Regions from separate parts of the Sus scrofa genome. Here regions 2, 3, 4 and 5 are each linked to region 1. Evidence: chromatin contacts called from public HiChIP or PLAC-seq and promoter capture Hi-C data. All regions are on one chromosome and are shown on one strand. The core of a region is the stretch at or near the end of the contact, and the rest is flanking DNA. Distances in the headings are between cores, read along the strand shown.

Evidence for each region. Promoter capture Hi-C pulls out the DNA fragments that hold promoters and counts their contacts. HiChIP or PLAC-seq counts read pairs in DNA pulled down with a chosen protein or histone mark.
Region 2: an H3K27ac HiChIP or PLAC-seq map of alveolar macrophages shows a contact between it and region 1. The contact joins the promoter of C8H4orf32 here to the promoter of LARP7 in region 1. A contact is called at or near these places in 1 of 5 promoter capture datasets (liver), 2 of 47 Hi-C or Micro-C datasets (heart right ventricle and liver) and 1 of 2 datasets of contacts at active chromatin or transcription factors (alveolar macrophages).
Region 3: an H3K27ac HiChIP or PLAC-seq map of alveolar macrophages shows a contact between it and region 1. The contact joins the promoter of AP1AR here to the promoter of LARP7 in region 1. A contact is called at or near these places in 1 of 5 promoter capture datasets (liver), 1 of 47 Hi-C or Micro-C datasets (liver) and 2 of 2 datasets of contacts at active chromatin or transcription factors (alveolar macrophages and skeletal muscle).
Region 4: a contact with region 1 is called in an H3K27ac HiChIP or PLAC-seq map of skeletal muscle, with 15 times the contacts expected there. The contact joins the enhancer-like site here to the promoter of LARP7 in region 1. A contact is called at or near these places in 4 of 5 promoter capture datasets (fetal liver, fetal skeletal muscle, liver and 1 more), 28 of 47 Hi-C or Micro-C datasets (adipocytes, adipose tissue, alveolar macrophages and 17 more) and 2 of 2 datasets of contacts at active chromatin or transcription factors (alveolar macrophages and skeletal muscle).
Region 5: a promoter capture Hi-C map of liver shows a contact between it and region 1, with 3 times the contacts expected there. The contact joins the promoter of ALPK1 here to the promoter of LARP7 in region 1. A contact is called at or near these places in 2 of 5 promoter capture datasets (fetal liver and liver), 1 of 47 Hi-C or Micro-C datasets (liver) and 1 of 2 datasets of contacts at active chromatin or transcription factors (alveolar macrophages).

What each region holds. Positions count from the first base shown.
Region 1 is chr8:110,087,992-110,091,564 of Sscrofa11.1, forward strand. It overlaps LARP7 (La ribonucleoprotein domain family member 7), which reads right to left and starts at 1,798. Exons shown (of 15, transcript NM_001243815.2): 1 at 1,646-1,798. ZGRF1 (protein ZGRF1) reads left to right here and starts at 1,929. Exons shown (of 26, transcript XM_021101668.1): 1 at 1,929-2,261.
Region 2 is chr8:110,502,870-110,506,442 of Sscrofa11.1, forward strand. C8H4orf32 reads right to left here and starts at 1,959. Exons shown (of 2, transcript XM_013978951.2): 1 at 1,657-1,959. The coding sequence starts at 1,836. The region is part of intron 1 of LOC102158976 (a long non-coding RNA gene); the gene reads left to right.
Region 3 is chr8:110,418,980-110,422,552 of Sscrofa11.1, forward strand. It overlaps AP1AR (AP-1 complex-associated regulatory protein), which reads right to left and starts at 1,569. Exons shown (of 10, transcript XM_003482454.4): 1 at 1,073-1,569. The coding sequence starts at 1,155.
Region 4 is chr8:109,776,653-109,780,225 of Sscrofa11.1, forward strand. No RefSeq gene overlaps it. Among named protein-coding and RNA genes, the nearest start is that of ANK2, 120 kb to the left of the region's middle. Within about 2 kb of position 1,824, at least 2 of the 83 cell types and tissues checked have an H3K27ac peak or open chromatin away from gene starts, as enhancers often do.
Region 5 is chr8:110,366,147-110,369,719 of Sscrofa11.1, forward strand. ALPK1 (alpha-protein kinase 1) reads right to left here and starts at 1,855. Exons shown (of 15, transcript XM_003129245.6): 1 at 1,647-1,855.

The sequences.
Region 1 (3,573 bases), core at 548-3,047:
TGCACACTCAGTAATTTGGAACCATTATTATCATTTTATCATTTGCCAATCTGTCATTAAGTCCTACCAATTCAACCTGCGAAAGGCCTTTTAGCTCCATCTAACGTTTTCCACAACTACTGTCCCCATAATAGAAACAGTTTATAAATTGTTCTAGAAGTCATCCATTCTTCACAGAAGCTGTGTAACATGTCTAAAACAGATCTAATTTTGTGATCCTGATGTTAAAACTTTCAACATTAGAAATTCCTTAGCATCTTCTTATAACTGAATATATACATATATATATTTAAAAAAAACTGTTAAATAAACCAAGGGACTTCATGGGCTTTAGCAAAGAATAAAAGTTACTGTGTAACAATGCCGTTACTTTACATACAGGGTTTTAATCCTCACAACCCCTTTGGGTTGTTTCTTTTAACTCCTTTATATGAAGGTTCAAAGGTTAAGTAACTTGGCTAAAGCTAGGTAAGTAAGCAAGCTCAGGTATGCTTGACTTCCACACTGCCTACCTTTTAGTAGAAACTCTTGCAACCTGTCACCATGCAGTCAATGCTCTGACTCAGGAACTCTTAATCTGCAGTCTATGGAATTTGAGGTGGGTTTTAAGATTTCTTGTGAATCCCAGGAAAATTTTAAAAGATAAATTTTAATGAAAAGGTAAAATTATGACTCTTGTACAAATTAAGTGACAATGAAAGACAGAGATAACCTGGAAGAGTAAGCTAGACAAGACATCTAGTTTTATTTTTTTCTTGGCCACTTCAATGTCTTTCACACCTTTTCTTTCAAAAAAATTATAGCAAAATGGTTTAATATATACATGCATTTTCCTGGGAGGCTCAATGATAGATTTTTTTTTTTTTTCCCACTGTACAGCAAGGGGATCAAGTTATCCTTACATGTATACATTACATTTTTTTCCCCCATCAACGACAGATTTTTTTAACAAGTAAATGGATGCCATAAAGGTTAAGAAACACTAGTCACAGTTGACTATTTAGCGATACCCACACACTTTGTCTCCATGCCTTTGCTTTAAATGAGTCTTCTCATCTTCCTTGCTTTATAAACTCCTATTCAATTTTTAAAGCTCAGGTTAAATGGCATTTTACTCTCTGCAGCTTTCCACTACCACGTGTTCCCTAATTAATGGCCTCATCTATTTTCCCTTACGTATTTATTAGTGCACTCATACACTATTTAGTTCTTACTTGTTGGCTCTTTTCCCTAATTGGACTTTTAGTTCTTCGAATGACAAGGCGCAAAGTTCTAAACGAGAAAATGACTTAATTTTAAATTACAAACTCTCACATTCGTTAGCCTCCTGCCACCAAAAGGCAAACCTGCGAAGCAAAGCTATTTACCCTCTCGTCCTTCCGCGTGGAAGCAGAAAATGCGGGGCTGCCCTAAACCTGCCAACATCGGACAACAAGCGCCCCCAACCACTGAGGATTGGAACTACAAAGACTGCCAGAGGACTTTTGCGCGTGCGCAGAGAGAACTAGGACAGGCGAAGTGATGGACTCGTGGGAGGGGGCAGGGCGAGAAGGACGACAGATGATAGAATGGACTGCATGAAAAAGCACTGAGGACTTTAGATCTCACCTAGCCAGGGCAACCCCATAGTCCACTTAGAACTTACTCCGTCCAATTCCCAAAATAGAGTAGGGCCAGAGACTGCGTCCTTCAATCCTTCCCGTCTCCCGATCCTTAGAGTCGTGGTTGTTTCCGCGTCATAGGATGAGCGACACCGTCCTTCGCTACGCCTCGGAAAAGACAGGCCCAGAGGCTGTGCGTCCGTCGTAGACGTCACAGGCGTGGGCTGGCTCGGCATGGGGGCGGGGCCTCGGAGATCGCGGCCGCCTCAGAGGCTCGCATCCAGCAAAGAATTTGATTGGCGGTTTGAAAACGGCAGTTCTGGTTGGGGCAGTGGTGGGCGGGCTAAATAGTGGGTCTTGATTTGGTGTGGTCGCGAGTTGATGACGTCAAGGGCTTTTCGCGGGAGAGATTCGAAAGTGGATTTTGTGCAATGGCCGGGTGAAATGAGCTGTTTCCCGGGGTTTCTGGGGAGTAAGAGGCGAGAGGCGGTGTCGCTGATTTTGGCGCGACTGGACGAAGAAGTTTGCTCCGCCAGAAGCGGACGATAAGGATACCGTGTGGAACAGGATTGGCTCACAGCTTGGTCGAACAACTTGCAATAATTGGTGCCCCGTCTTCCTCGCCTTCTCCAATCTCTGCTTTGCAGTTCCCGCATACATGTGAGAACCAAAGACGGTTTTGCTGTTTCTTTTTAGGACTGACGAAGGGTCAATTCTCCATTGTCATTTGGTTACACAGGATTATGGTAATTAGTGTTCTCAAATGAAATATGGGCTTTTACTTATCTGCACAGGGTGGTTTCTTAACAGGGTATATGATTCGTGACTCTTAAACTCTTACATCTGTGAACTATTTAGGGATTCGAAAGATCCGGCCTGTTCCAAAACAACAGGACCAAAAACATCTCGTCAAACTTAGCAAAAGAATAGTTCATTTTTTAGTGAAAACACTGAATATATATATATATATATATCAATGAAACAGCGTAACACCTTATGTATATGTATGAAGATACGCATTTTTGTACTTATGTAATTATCACAGAACATCTGGGGTCTCTATGCCAAAAACTTTTTGAACATGAAGTTTTCACCCATTATAGATATGTCAACATTTGAATTGTTTCACAGATGAGGAGAGATGAAGATTTTCAGCATTTTTATCTTTGCATCTCATATATATGATGCTGCTGGCTGAAAACATTTTTCCTATTGACTCACTTTTGACTGTGGCAAATACACCTCTTAAGTATTTTAAGATCAAGTTAGATTTTTTTTTAAGGTTTAATCCTATAATTTTTTTCTTTTTCCAGCACACCTGCAGCCTATGGAAGTTCCTGGACTAGGAGTTGAATGAATCGGAGTTGCAGCTGGAGCCTATCCAGAGCCAGGGCAACACCGGATCTGAGCCACATCTGCGACGTACTCTGCAGGTTGCAACCCACTGAGTGAGTCCAGGGATGGAATCCAGCATCCTCATTGAGACAAGGTCAGGTTCTTAATCTGCTGAGCCACAACGAAAACTGCTAATCCTATAATCTTAATTTTCCATTTATGAATCTTTGGACCTTCTCAGTTCCTTTTTTTTTTTGTTTTCTTTTCTTTTTAGGGCCTCATCCACGGCATATGGAGGTTCCCAGGCTAGGGGCTGAATCAGAGCTGTAGCAGCTGTCCTAAGCCACAGCCATAGCAACACAGGATCCAAGCCAAGTCTACAACCTACACCACTGCCCAGGGCAACACAGGATCCTTAACCCACTCAGCAAGGCCAGGGATAGAACTGAGACCTCAAGGATGCTAGTCAGATTTGTTAACCACTGAGCCACCACGGGAACTCCTTCTCAGTTCCTTTTAAATTTAAATCTCACGTATAATATTTCTAATTTAGGAAAACAATGGGGGAATTTATTTTGTAATTCCTAGACAGCCTAAAAGTAATCCTAAATTAGTAAATACTGGATTCCTAATCTGT
Region 2 (3,573 bases), core at 709-3,208, 420 kb after region 1:
GCGTATCTGAGGTGTAATTTTCAAGTACTATGTATGTAGACTTAGAGTACAGAAATAAATCGTGGGAAAAATAACATTTTCAAAGGAGTCCAGGAAAATAAATTTCATGATATGCAGTTAAAAGATCAGGTATACAAAGTGTACCTGTTTTCTAGAACATACGTGTCATTCTTGTTTTATTTCATCCCTTTTCTTTGTTCCATAAGCAATTTTGTTAAGACCAGAGCTACGAATGATGAAAAATCCACAGGAGCTTAAATAAAGTATTTTACATGCTTCCTTACAACCACTTCAAAATGTACTTTGGGACTTTCAGCTCAAATGTATACGCCACCCCCTCTCCCCCGAAGTTCCTGTTGCTGTTTTCTTCACTTTTCCAGTTGAACAAACTAAAGTAAGAGGAAAGAGCTCTTTAGCTACTGAGTCATGGTACAGCTAATGGGGGGAAAACCACCAGGAAAGTAATCAGGAAGATCTCCTAGCTACCAATTATTTGCTTCAGTCACCATCTCTTATATTGTCAAAAGAATGAAAAACTACACTTCCACATGGTAAGCAAGCCAAATGCTAAGGCATATTTTGTGTGTGCCACACAGTTATTTCTTTCCTAAATATAAGGCTGAGATACTAGAAGTTATACTTTATCTATTAGTACATTTACTGATGATATTGGAGTTTGAGAACGTGACCGAAAGGGATGGAGAAGGATAACAAGAGACCTCAACTGAGCTCAACAGTATAGGCTGTAATAAAGGCAGTAATAAAGGCAATCATTAGAATTCCTGCTCCTTAATGTGATTCTGAAGGTTAGCTTATCTCGGGTATTTTTGAAGGTCTAATTACTATAATATTTGCTGGTGAAAATTCATCCCACACACAGTTCAATCTCTCTCAAACTTCTTGCCTAATCTTGAAGGTAAATGATGTGTTATAAGCGCTGTACTTAAGTGAAAGCAAATTCAGAGAGTTTCAAAAATTACCTAACTTCTCTTTTCCCTTATTATGGCTAGCCTCATACTTTTTTCCCCCTTTGGTACCAACTGAAAGCAATTTTCTTGCTTTTTCAGTTTTAAAATGAAGTCTAGATCTCATCTGTGTTCATGTGAAAAGCCTGCTATCGGAGAGTCCCTGTCAAGACATCTATTGTAATACTGGCTCCCACACATGCCTTCAGATACTGATAGCGTGTCTGGAGAAATACACCCACACCTTTCAGAGGTGCTGGATGTGGGTTCAGAAACCCAAGATGGAGGGTGGGGGGAGCAGCTGTCCCCTGGAACACTCCTAGGGGTGCGGACTTGGAGTGTTTACAAGGAAGGCTTTTAGGTAAATGACGGTTAAGAAGGGCCGTCCACAGAGCTCTGAGCGCCGGCTTGAGAACCCTCTTCCCCTTGGGTGGGTAAGGGTGGCGCTGATCCCCCGGCGCACGCGACTCCGGGCCCGCACTTCTCAGCGCACAGGCGCGACCCCGCGGCTCGGCCCCGAGCGCAGCGCGCCGTCCAACCGCTCCTCGCGGCGGCTTCCCCGAACGCCGCGGCGAGCAGCAGCGCCCCACGCGGAACAGAGCTTGGCGCCGCCAACCCGCCGGGTCACTTCCCTCCGCCGCCGGGTGGGGCTCGGGAAACCGGCCGTACCGCACCGTCCCTCCTCGCTCACCTGCTCCAGCTCCTCCTTTGGCCGCCGCCCGCGCCGCCGCGGGGTCGCCCCGGGCTCCGGCTCCGACTCCGTCCCCGCCGCCGCCCGCTCAGCCAGCGCGTCCCCGTTCTCGTCATGCTCCCCGCCGCCGCCGCCGCCGCCGCCGCCGCCACCACCACGCAGCTCTCCGGCCGAGCACATCCCGCAGCCAACTCCCGCTGCCCGGGACGGCTGCCCGAGGGGCCAAGCCGCGAAGCGGGAGGCAGCGACCGCCGCCCGTGGGCCGCCCTGGACCGGCCGCACTCGCCGCTGTCAGGCGTCTCCAGAGCGCGCTCGGCTGGCCAGGTCGCCAGAAGTACCAGCCCGGCCCCGGCCCGGCCCCTCCTGTCACCGGCTGGCCCCGCCCTCGGCTGCTGGGGCGGAGCCCACGCGGGGGAGGGGCCGGGGCGGGGCGGGGCGGGGCCAACGAGAGAGAGAGAGAGAGAGAGAGAGAGAGAGAGAGAGAGAGAGAGAGATTGTGTGTGTGTGTGAGAGCTTTAGCACAGGGAATGTGTATTTTCGCGCGCACGTTTGTGAGAGAGACTGAGAGAAACTATGCGAGGGAGGTTGTGTATGACTCTGTACGACTGTGAGAGATTGTGTATAAGATATTGTAGGTGCATAGGAGAGACTGTGTGTGTAAGACAGTGATAAAAACTGGAAGAAAGACCTGGTATATGTAAGAGAGTGTGTTTGTGAGGGAGGGAGGAGAGCGTGTGTAGGTGTGAGAGAGGGGAACACACACAGACACAGAGTTCCACACTTCAGCGGGGCCCTCTGTGCTTGCCTGGCGCAGGCGGTGTGCCCGGCTGTGCTGCTGGCTGCCTGTCCCGAGTGCTGTCCATCCTTTGCAAGTAATCCACATTCTCTGTTTTGTTCCCTTTACCTCCTGTGTCTCTCTGAAGGTCTCTCTCTGTTGAGTGCCTCCCTGCTGTGTGTTGGCTGTTGGAGCCTTGGGAGCATTTGGTGGTGTATCTGCATTTGTGTGTATTTCTTTAAATGGGTAAGAATATGTCACTCTCAGTGTGTGGTAAGGAAGACACATCTAATTAGTAATTATTTTCTTACTATTGTGATTTATCATATGAAATATATATTTTGCCTTTGTCTCCATTCCTGGCACAGAGCTCCTAAAACCTTGGAGTTTGGTGAGAGGGATAAAGATATCTTTTTTTTATCTTAATGAAGTGACTTTTGGATAACCTCTAGGTAACAAAGATGGGGTCTGGTTGCCAGAAGACCAGCCTTGTGATTAGAGGATTGGAACTTCAGTCTCACACCCTGATCTCCAGGGAGGGGAGTGGGGCTGAAGGTTGAATCCATCACCAGCGGTCAACAGTTTAGTCAATCATGCCTGTGTAATGAAGCCTCCATAGAAACCCAAAGGACAGGGATTTAGAGAGCTCCCAGGTTGGTGAACACATGGAGATGGGGGAGGGGGAGTGGCAGCTTAGCGAGGGCATGGAGGCTCTGCACCCCTTCCCACATACCTTGCCCTATGTACCTCTTCATCTGGCTGTTCACCTATATCCTTTGTAATATCCTTTATGATAAGCTGGTAAAAGTAAGCAAATGTTTCTATGAGTTCAGTGAGCAGCTCTAGCAAGTTGATAGAACCCAAAGAGGGGATGGTGGGAACCTTCAATATAGAGCTGCTTGGTAGAAGCACAGGTAACAACTTGGATTCACGATTGGCATCTGAAGTGTGTGTGGTGAGGTGAAGTTGGAGCGAGGTGGCAGGGATTCAGTCTTGTGGAACTGAGTCCTTAGCCTATGAGATCTCTGATCTTATCTCCAGGTAGGTAGTGTCAGAACTCAGTTAATTACTTAGTGGTGCTGGGAGAGACACATCAGACTAGCCTACCCATTTTGTTAAAGGGAAGTTGAAGGCACGTAAAT
Region 3 (3,573 bases), core at 319-2,818, 330 kb after region 1:
AGATCTACATCACCAAAGATCCAAATGACAAATTATCTGGCTTCAGTATGTGTATGCTGAACACCTTATTACCTAAAGATGTTGGTCAGATGGGACAGATCCTGAAAATTTAGCAATCTGTTCCAGAAAGTGCCAAATTAATGTCTTACTTCTTAACATAAAGTGGCTTGAGATTTTCAATTCTTAGTTTGAATTCCTGGGAGATACTTAAAAACAACAAAGCCAATTTCAAAGGAATTTATGCTTTTCAATAATTCATGAAATAAAACACACAAAAATGGAATAATTACGAAATTCTATTATTCTATGGATTCTGTGAGTAGAAAAATCTATGCATATCTCAGATTTAATCAAGAGATCTCAGGTTCAGAAGGGCTGTGATTTCCCTTGTGCTACAGAGAGCAATCAAGGTAACACATTCCTCTCGAAATTCCAAAAAATTAATATGAAAAAGCTACACTCTGCCCCTCTTGTTATCAGCACCAAGAATCCAAACGCCCGCTGGAAACCCAGCAATTCGTGTCTTTGTACTTATCAAAGAACTGCTCAAGGTCTGGAATCTTATGTTATTCCAGCATCCAAACGACTTCTAAAAAAAAAAAAAAAAATCTGAGACATCAACTTTTTGGAAGCAGATTCTCCACCTGCTCTGTCAGAGTCAAGAGAGAATCAAAAACGGAAGCTACCACCACCTCTGGCACTAAACCCAAGCCCAACGTAGAGTGTCCTCGGGTTGCTGTGGATCCTGTTCTACCGTCCATTCGTGGGAAGGTGCCCCTTGCTTCCTAGAGACGATGCCTCCCATGACTCTTTTATCGCGTGACAGTGCGCGCCCGGAGGAATCTCGCTCGGAGGTGGCAGGAGCGACACTCCGCCCTCACCTCTAGCTGTTTCCCTGGGAGGCCCCTCCAGGTCAGGGCCTCCACTACGACCACCCTCTTCACGCCAGTACAGCGGTGAAGGGAGCGGGCTCCCAGCCTTTTCAAGCCAGTGGGGGAGTGAAAGGGGTTCCCCGGCAGAGGTTGAATAGGAGGAGCCAGCGGGCGCCGGGCCCCTCCCCCAGTGGGCTTACCCTCCGCCGCCTCCTACACGCTGCAGCCGCCCGGCTTCCCTGCGGAGGAGCCCGAAGCACTGCGTCCAGCAGCAGTTCCCCATTGCATGCCGCCCAGGCGCCGCCGCTCCTCCGCCTCCTCCCGCTCAAAGCCCAAACCCAGGTCCGGCAGCCGCATCCGCGCAGCACGAGCCGAATAGGTGTTCGGGGACCGAGGGCGGGCCGGCCGGAGCGCGGCGGCGTGAGGGGCTGGGGCGACGGAAGGGACAGGCGCTCGGAACAAAAGCAGTGGTTACTCGAGCGGCCGTCGAGTCGTCGCCGTGCGAGGGAGGAGGGCCGGGCAGCGGGCTGTAGACTCGCTCGCCATCCGCATGGCCCCTCACTCGCCTCAGGCCCCAAACCCAGCTCGAATGACCGCCTCCTGCCGCCGAAGAAGGCCAGTCCCCGCGAGCCTCGCGCCCAGGCCCCTCCCTCCGGTGCGCCCAGGCCCGCGCCTCGCCACCGACGCCGCCACACCTCCGGCCTCTCCCGGGCCCCAATAGGCTGCTCCTTTGGCCGCCCCGCCTCCTCGGGCGACTAGCGGTTACGTCACTTCCGCCAGCTACTGGGTACGCAGTTCAATTTGTGGGTGTGGGTATCTGTTGGACCTTGACCTAACCAGGAAATCTTTACTTTTCGCGCCTTCCCTACTGTGGGTCCCGAGCCTTTCCGGGCGTCTCAAGTTCTAGGCTCAGTTTTCGAACTTTGTGCCAAAACCTTGTGAGCAGCTTCCCTAGAGCCCCAGCCTGGGAGTCATCAGGTGTGAAGGGGTCACTTGTCTGTGAGGTGTGTGCTTAGGTTTTGTTTATATTACACCATACATAGCTAACAGAGTCAGGGAATTGATTGTGGTTGTTTGGAAGCACCAAGAATTTTTTTTCTCTCAGGCTTCCAGTTTGCGTTTCAATCGCCATACTGTCAACATTGCAGGGAAATTTACTAACCGTGCCCTACTGGCCTTATTTGTTTTGTCTAAAATCAAATCTGGAGTCCAGAGGAAATAAGCTAGAGGACCGTGGTTTTTCAGGGACACCAGACTTGTCCAAGAGTGTTTCTCGAACTGTGGTAGATGGGAAGAGACAGCTACTCCGATGCGACTTGGTTTTCTTTAAAACTGAGTTTTTGTCTGGTTGGCTTTAAAATCGGTTATAAGGCGTAGCTTAGCAAACACCTGGTCTAAGTAGATAGGAAGCTTTAATTACTAACAAATCAGTCACATCAATTTTTAGCCTGTTTTAATTTAATTGAAAATTTTATTAATGATAAAATGTTCTTTGACATACTCATTTTCTTGCTTCCTGAATTCTAGACCCACCTGGGTTTCAGTCTTAGCCCTAATTTTGACCTTGTTTGGATCTCAGTAATTTTTTTGATCAAGTGCCCAGGGATATATTTGGCCCAGTAGTCTGCCATTGGATATTGGTAGAATGACTGAATAACTTATGAATAATGGCTATTTCTTTCCCCATTGCAGCCCCTGAAATCAAGCAGATATATTTGCAAAATAGTCTTGAAAATTCAACCCCCAATGTTTATTATTTTATTTTATTTTATTTTGTCTTTTTGCCTTTTCTAGTGCCGCTCCTGCGGCATAAGGAGGTTCCCGGGTTAGGGGTCAAATCAGAGTTACAGCTGCCAGCCTATGCCACAGCCACAGCAATGCCAGATCTGATTCGCATCTGTGACCTACACCACAGCTCACAGCAACGCAGGATCCTTAACCCATGGATTGAGCCAGGGATCAAACCCACAACCTCATGGTTCCTAGTCGGATTCATTAACCACTGAGCCATGACGGGAACTCCAATCCGGAATGTTTAAAAGAAACTGGTATATCCATTACGTAGAATACTACTCAGCAACAAAAAGGAACATATTGTCAATATGCACACCTTAAACTAACCTGCAGGAAATTATATTGGCTCAATACAGTATTGCTTTTCTAACCCTAATTTTGGGCATGGGTAGGAAATCAATAAAGACAATAGACAGGTGTATTCTGATAAAATTTATGTGTTTATCTTGTCACAGCTAAGGAATTCATTTATATGGCACTTGTTCAGGCAGAATATTCAGTTTACCAGTAAGAGACACAAATAGGTTATTTACAGTGATGGCTACTTAATGTCAGCCTTCTAGAGAGACCTGCTGGTTGTAGGTCTCTAGAGAGACCTTCCAAGTAGTAGGACCTTTCTCCAACTGTCCCATCCCTTTCAAAGTTCCTTTCTCTCTTGTAATTTGTCCTGAAGTTAAAGCAAGAGTTCTTTAAATAGGTTCCCTGGCGTCAGTCAGGATGCATTCTGTACCTTGAACTGTCTTCCAGATTATATGGTTCCAAATGTGAATCTCTTTTTGCTTAGAACTCCTCTATTGACTATTAATTACTTTGTGTTGTTTTGAGATCATTTGCTACAGTGATGTTGTTCTGGTGGTTAGATGTTATGGACATAAACTCATCCTTTTAATTCATAGTTTGAATTACC
Region 4 (3,573 bases), core at 574-3,073, 310 kb before region 1:
TTTCTCTTGCCTGCTGATGTGATTGCAGCAAATGAGGAAGGCAATGGAAACATGAGAGGGGTGGGGGACATTTACAACAACCTGGTTCAACTGTCAATCAACATGCCCAGAATCTGTGTAAATAACGTACATGCAAATATAAATTTACTGTGAAAACTGAAGAAATTAACAGGAGTTCCCCTCGTGGTTCAGTGGTTAATGAACACGACTAGGATCCATGAGGATTCGGGGTGGATCCCTGGCCTTGTTCAGTGGGTCGAGGTTCCAGCGTTGCCCTGAGCTGTGGTCGAAGACGCAGCTCAGATCTGAGGTTGCTGTGGCTGTGATGTAGGCCAGTGGCTACAGCTCCAATTGGACCCCTAGTCTGGGAGCCTCCATATGCCACAAAGGAGGCCCTAAAAAAAAAAAACAAATAAATAAATAAGAAAGAAGGAAATTAACAAAACTAAAATAACTCCTATTTAAACGTAATTCAGGGAATTCTCAAAAGAATTTTTTCAATAGGAAAACACTGCCCTTTTTTTTATAAACACTGCCATTTTTAATCATTAAAAGCATATTTTGAAAGTTGAGACAAATAAGCTTTCCATCAAATTTTGTTCTTTAAAATAATAGCTTTAAGATGTGTATTAGTTTTATAATAACAGGTACAATTTGGCGAATAGATATATTCATTTGCACACATCTAAGATGTCTCAGGAAGGACACATGGGAAAATAACTTTGGTGGCTTCTAGGTAAGGGCATTGAGTAGCTGGAGGACAGTAATAGGGAGAGAGACTTTTCACTTTTTTTTTTTTTTTTTTGTACTTTCTGAATTTTGAGTCACCTTAAGGAATACCCAGTTTTAAAATAAAAGTTAAAGAGTGATTTTTCTCTGCTATTATATTTTTTTAAATTTAGTTGCTTCTGAATTTGACTGGATTTATATGCCTATGAGCAGATTTCCCATTTTCTACCAATTGGCTTGCCATTTCCCAAGCAAATTTAACAAATTAGTCATGGAAATATTTCCCCAAGCCTTACTTCAGTTTTTTAAAAACACATGTGTTTTAATTTCCACCAAATATTAGCAAGCTAACTTTACAATAGGAACTAGGATACAAATAAAAATGACAAGCTTGTTTTTATATATTAACTATAGGAAATTCTCCAGCAAAAGGAAAATTATGAATAATATTTTTAATTTAAAAATAAGTCAACTCTAACAGTTCATTCATTTAATGAATACTTACTGAGTTCCTTCTGTGTGGCAGGCACTGATCTGGGTTTGGGGATACAGCAATGAACAGAAAAGAAAAATTATGGTGCTTGCATTCAAGTGTAATATTCCACTGATGGGTGGTTAGCAGTATACTAGAGATTCTAAAATGGTAAACAGATCCCATGTCTTACATTTCTCCTTTTATCATTTTTCATTTATTTCCACTATATGCTCTAACCTCCTCTAATTTTTTTCTTAATTCAGCTATCTAGAAAAAATCCACTAGGTGGCACTGTCTCATTGATCAGAATAAAAAAGTAACACGGTTATTTCCAATGTTTTTTTTTTTTTTTTTTGTCTCCCTTGGTTTTGTTTTTAACTTGCTTTTTTGTGTGTGACCAAAACACAACTTAAAATATACCATTTTGGGGAAAACCAAAAATATACAAAAAGATGAGATATTAGTTTGAGTTTGCTGAACATACCACCGTCTAACTTGACAAGCCAAGTTAAGGTATAACCCATCACTCAAACACACCACAACACACATGGGGGTGGATAGAATATACACTGCAAGTGAATAGGACTCCTGAAAAGAAACAATACAGAATGATGGAACAGAAGTCGGGAGAAGGTGTCGAGAGAGATGCATTGAAGTCCTAGCTTTAGCTCACCTTTAACCCACATTTAGATGAGCAGCCAGGGACAAGTCACCTAATCACCATGACCTTTAAGCTTCTCATTTTAAAAATACATATTTGTAGTAATATAGCATTACTCATCTAAAAGGGTCTTATAAAAATCAAATAACTTAAAGTCCGTGAAAGTGTTATTTTGAACACATTAAGCTATGTGGTTCTGATATTTTGCCTAGAAGAAAATATATGATTTTTGGAGTCATGGACATAATAAACAGGATTTTCAATTATTGCTTAGTATGTACCATGAACTGTCCCAAGTGCTTTAAAATAGTGCTTCAGTTAATATTCCAAATTTAACACCATGAGGTACATACTATCATTACCCTCATTTATAGCTGAGGAAACAAAGATTTAGAATAACTTGCCAGAGGCCATTCAGCTATTAAATGGCAGAGCTTATCTCTTCTCAAGGACCCCTCATTTCTATAATCCATCCACTAAAGGAGCTGTTTGAAAACATCATAACCAACAGAACACTTAGGGAATGCTAGGCCTAAAGAATAGGAATTCTTTCCAGAATATGACAGAGTAATGACAATAACTGCTTCATACAAGGAAATCAAGCTTCTCAGACCTAAAGATGCCCAAATCGAGAGAGATAAGAACTGTGATCGCACAAATAAAGTCTGCACTCACATATCTCGGGTATTTTTAAAGCTACTCCAATTCAGAGCTTGCCATTCAAAAGGTAAATAATGAAAGGTAAGATTTTCAATATCTACCACTATGTCATCTAATCCTTTAAATGCTTGTAAACTCTTTGAAAACAAGTTCGGATCTGTTTGTTGGTAATAAAAGAAAAAACTGTTGGAGTAGAAATAAACTTTATCAGCAGCATAATTTGGAACATGATCTCCGCAGCATACAGACTGTTTTGGAGAATTCTGGCTCCCGCATTGCCAATTAAAAGATCTGGGGAAAGTTAGGGGTTTCTGTTGTGGCTCAGTGAAAACGAATCCAACTTGGAACTATGAGGTTGCAGGTTCAATTCCTGGCCTCGCTCAGTAGGTTAAGGATCCGGCATTGCTGTGGTTGTGGCACAGGTCGGCAGCTGTAGCTCCAATTAGACCTCTAGACTGGGAACACCCCCCAAAAAGCTAGAAAGTTATGGACCCCATATCTATAAAATTAGAGCTGTAATAGTACCGCTTAGAGTTGCAAGAATAAAATGAGTTAATACATTACAATGCCTCGAGGAGTTCCCGTTGTGGCTCAGTGGGCTAAGAACCTGACTAGTATCCATAAGGATACAGATTCGATCCCTGGTCTCCCTCAGTGGCTTGAGGATCTGGCATTGCCACAAGCAGCAAGCTGCAGTGTAGGAGATGTGGCTCGGATCTGCCACTGCTGTGGCTATGCTGTAGGCCAGTAAGTGCAGCTCTGATTCAACCCCTAGCCCAGGAACTTCCATATGCCATGGTGCAGCCCTAGAAAACAAAAAAGAAAAAAAAAATGCCCAGAACAGGACCTAGCACATAGTGAGAGCTCAATAAATAGTAATGTTTTTCTTCTTATTCATGCTTCTCAAATCACATGAGCTATTTACACTTAGTGGCCGAATCATCTGCCATTTAGTGCTGTACAGAGGTTCCTCCATTTACAAACACAAGCCCAGAGACAGACAAGGCAATGCTCTAGAAGAAAAGCATCTATCACTGATAGATGGTGG
Region 5 (3,573 bases), core at 605-3,104, 280 kb after region 1:
CAAGGTGCTCTGCTTCATTTGCATAAAGAGGCTGGAGCCTGCAGGGCCCAGAATTAGAGGTGTAAGGGTGTTTCTGACCACTTCTCAGCTGCCTGGCAAGCTGTGCCCTTAGAAGCCTCAACCCATTTCCCAGTGTCTGCCTACCAGTCTTTCTTGCCCACTGGGGAAGAGCAGGAGTGTGGGGTGGCAGAGACCTTCAGCTCAAAGGGCTTCTGATATTTCTTATTAAATAACCTACAGCTTTTGGAAGTGTACATCAGACATCAGAAACATGATGAGAGTCTAAATATTTTTTAATAGAAAAGAAAGACAATTATAAACAGACAAGTCTTGGTTGGTAATTTTGTATATTTTTTGGTGCTTATTATGCACCCATAGAAAATATAGTAACTAGGTGTCCTGGGGTTAAGATTTCAATGAGTGCTTCCTGCACAAGCCAATGACACAATACAATCTGAGGTGCAATAGGAATCTATACAAAGAGAGAATGAATCATTTTGGTCAGTGAATATAAAGAGTTGACTTGCTATTTGTTTAGGTCTAGTGTATCTTCCAAGTGGTAAATCAACCAACGCCCACCCCTACCCAAAATAATGCACATGTTATAGTCACGTAATCTGCTGACACACCAGCCAGACCCAAGGGCACACAGCGTCTGTGATGCAATTATTATAAGCTCTTTTTATTTGAATTTCAGATCAGGGAGGAAAGAGGAGAAACAAAAAGAATATGAGGACTACGCTGAAACATCACGTATAGACTTGAACAGCAACAGTGATTACATGCAAGGAATTCAAAACATTCTTAACAATGAAGTATCAGCCAACCAAAAGCAAGTGTTGTTTCTCCTAGGAGTTCTAGCTACAGTAAAAGACAAGGCAGGAGACAAGCAAGTTTTACAAGCAGAGGTGCCATAATGTTGTGACATAAAGTCTCCCGATTTCTGATCCTGCCTCTCTTTGCATCCTCATCCACCTGCAAATGTCAAAGGTTTCAATCTGCGGCTTTCAAAGTCATTATTTTTTTAAAAAGTCTAAAATTGGTTAATGAAAGGACTCTTTTGAACAGAAACACGAAGGAATTTAATTTTTCTAGATATTTTCTCTCTACATCATGCTTTTCCATATCCAGAATTCCCTTCAGTTCTTCTCAAATGAAAAGAGTCATTTTCAAGCCTTATCTATCTGTTTTCTGGCAAAATTATTGAGGCCATCATAAAAGTGATATTTCTGTTAGCAATACCTAGGTACTCTAGGCAAACGTCCCAGGATTAATTTGCAAATAAGTAATACCAACTCTTTAATCAAACATCTGGAGCCAATGATAAAACCAGATGCCCACTAGCAGTTCTAGTAAGGCCCATGACTTCAGGACTTATTATTATTAAAACCTTTTAAAAACCGGGTTTCTTTTCTCTTCTTCCTAATAACATAACTTCCCTGCTCAAAGGGGTCTTTCCTCTCCCCCTCCCTTTCTGGGGAGTTTTTAGAAATGCAAATGTCCTCAGAGTTTCAGTGTTATTTAAAACATAGACAAGACCAGGAGGTGGAAACAAGGTCACAGTTTAAGAAAACACTTCCTTAAAATTTATGCCGTCTTTTGTACCCACACCTACTGCGTTTTGTCATTAAAAGACCGATACTCACCTTTATCTCGTAGAAGAGGAAAAGCACTTTAAAACCAGCCAATGTAACTCGGGGGAAAAAAAAGTTAATTATAGCACAACCTTCCTGAAACATACTGTTTCTCATAAACAGCCTCCGTTTCAGGAAGTAGGAATTTGAAAGAAAATATAGCCTGTCTTAGAACAGGGTTGTGTAATTTAACCCCGGGACTTTCGGCAGCTCTGCGCGTAAGACACGCCCCTTTAGGAATAGCTTTGGCGAAAGGCATTCTGGGATTTGTATTACTACAGAAAAGTTTCCACTTCTAAAAAAGTGCAAGAAAACTCCTTATTTGGATTGAAGTAGAATGAGAGACCGTCCCTGAGAGCCAAGGAAAGAAAACAACGAACATGACATTACTTTTGATCTATTATCAAAAGACAAACTCATGTTACAGCTCCTTTCAATGCTCCATCTATTTTAGAATTAGTTTGCAGAACTGAGTTTGTTGTCACCAGGATACCTTTATTATTACCACGTTGTTTTTTCAAATCGAAAAATGAAGTTAGAATTTAGCTCATAGAAAATTTCACTGGGCTGATTGGTTTGACAGCGAGGACCGTCGAATCATGTTGCATAGTGGATATTGTCTTCAATCTAAATCTGTGACTCTAAATTTTGACACAAAAAATCGAACGTACATGAAAGATGTTTAAATGGTTAACAACATTTTATTGGAAAAGTTTTTGAAGTCAACAATATTTTAATTTTCTCAGTCCTTTCTGAGTCTGCTGGGTTAAAGAAGTTATCCTTCCTGGTGAAGGAGTGAGAGATTCATTAGCAGTAATTTGATAAATCTCGGTAAACCCGTTTTGATATATTCCCCCAACTAAGAAAGTGAATGATTAATAGCTGGGTAACAAATCTGGGGCAAGTTGGATGGTTTCCAACTCTGCTTTCCAACAAAAGAGAAAAAGGAAATACTTAAGTATTCAGCTATTTTTAAAGTACTAAATACTCAGTATTTAGATCACTTAAAATTTTTGATGATAGGAGTTCTCTTGTGGCACAGCAGGTTAAATATCTGGTGTTGTCACTGTGGCGACTCAAGGCTCTGCTCTGGCGCGGGTTTGATCTCTGGCCCAGGAACCCCAAACCTTCTCTTCTTGAATATTACAGTATTTACATTTCATTTGTTAGTGCTTTTTCTTTTTTTTTTTTTTTTTTTTGGGCCACCCCCAAGGAAGTTCCCAGGTTACGGGTTGAATTGGAGCTACAGCTGCCCCCCCACGCCACAGCCACAGCCACGCCAGATCCAAGCCAAGTCTGTGATCTACACCACAGCACAGCAACAGCCGGATCCTTAACCCACTGAGTGAGGCCAGAGATTAACCCTCCTCCTCATGGATACCAGTCGGATTTGTTTCTACTGCGCCACAACAGGAACTCTTCCATTAATTTTTAAAATCTAATGAATTACAAGCATTCCAACAAACAACGATTTTGATACCATGCCTGAGGGATTAGAAAATATACATTATTTAATTTATAACACAATAATTTCGTTTTCTCATAAAATAAAAAAGAAAAGTCTCTCCTCGGAAGAAATACCATACCTGGAATAAGTTCTCCTTTTGTCCTCTCTCTTTTTTTCTATGTTTGCCATCATTATGCTGACAACGAACGCTGAGGAGAAAGTTCCAGGATGACATTCTGGCCGTTATCCTCATAGAAATTTCACTATTCCCTGCTGTTTGTGGCTTTCAAGTTTATTATGTAATTTGTCATATAATAAAACGATTAAATTGGTTTTGAGATCATCTTGCTCCAACACCGAAGACCTTTGCAAGGCATGTAACCCCTTCCAAAATAGGATCCACCTGGATATCTCAGTTAATCTAGGTTTAGATGGAAGGATTCTCTTTCTGCTCTACATATTTCTCTTAGTAGGATTTAAAAATATTTCATC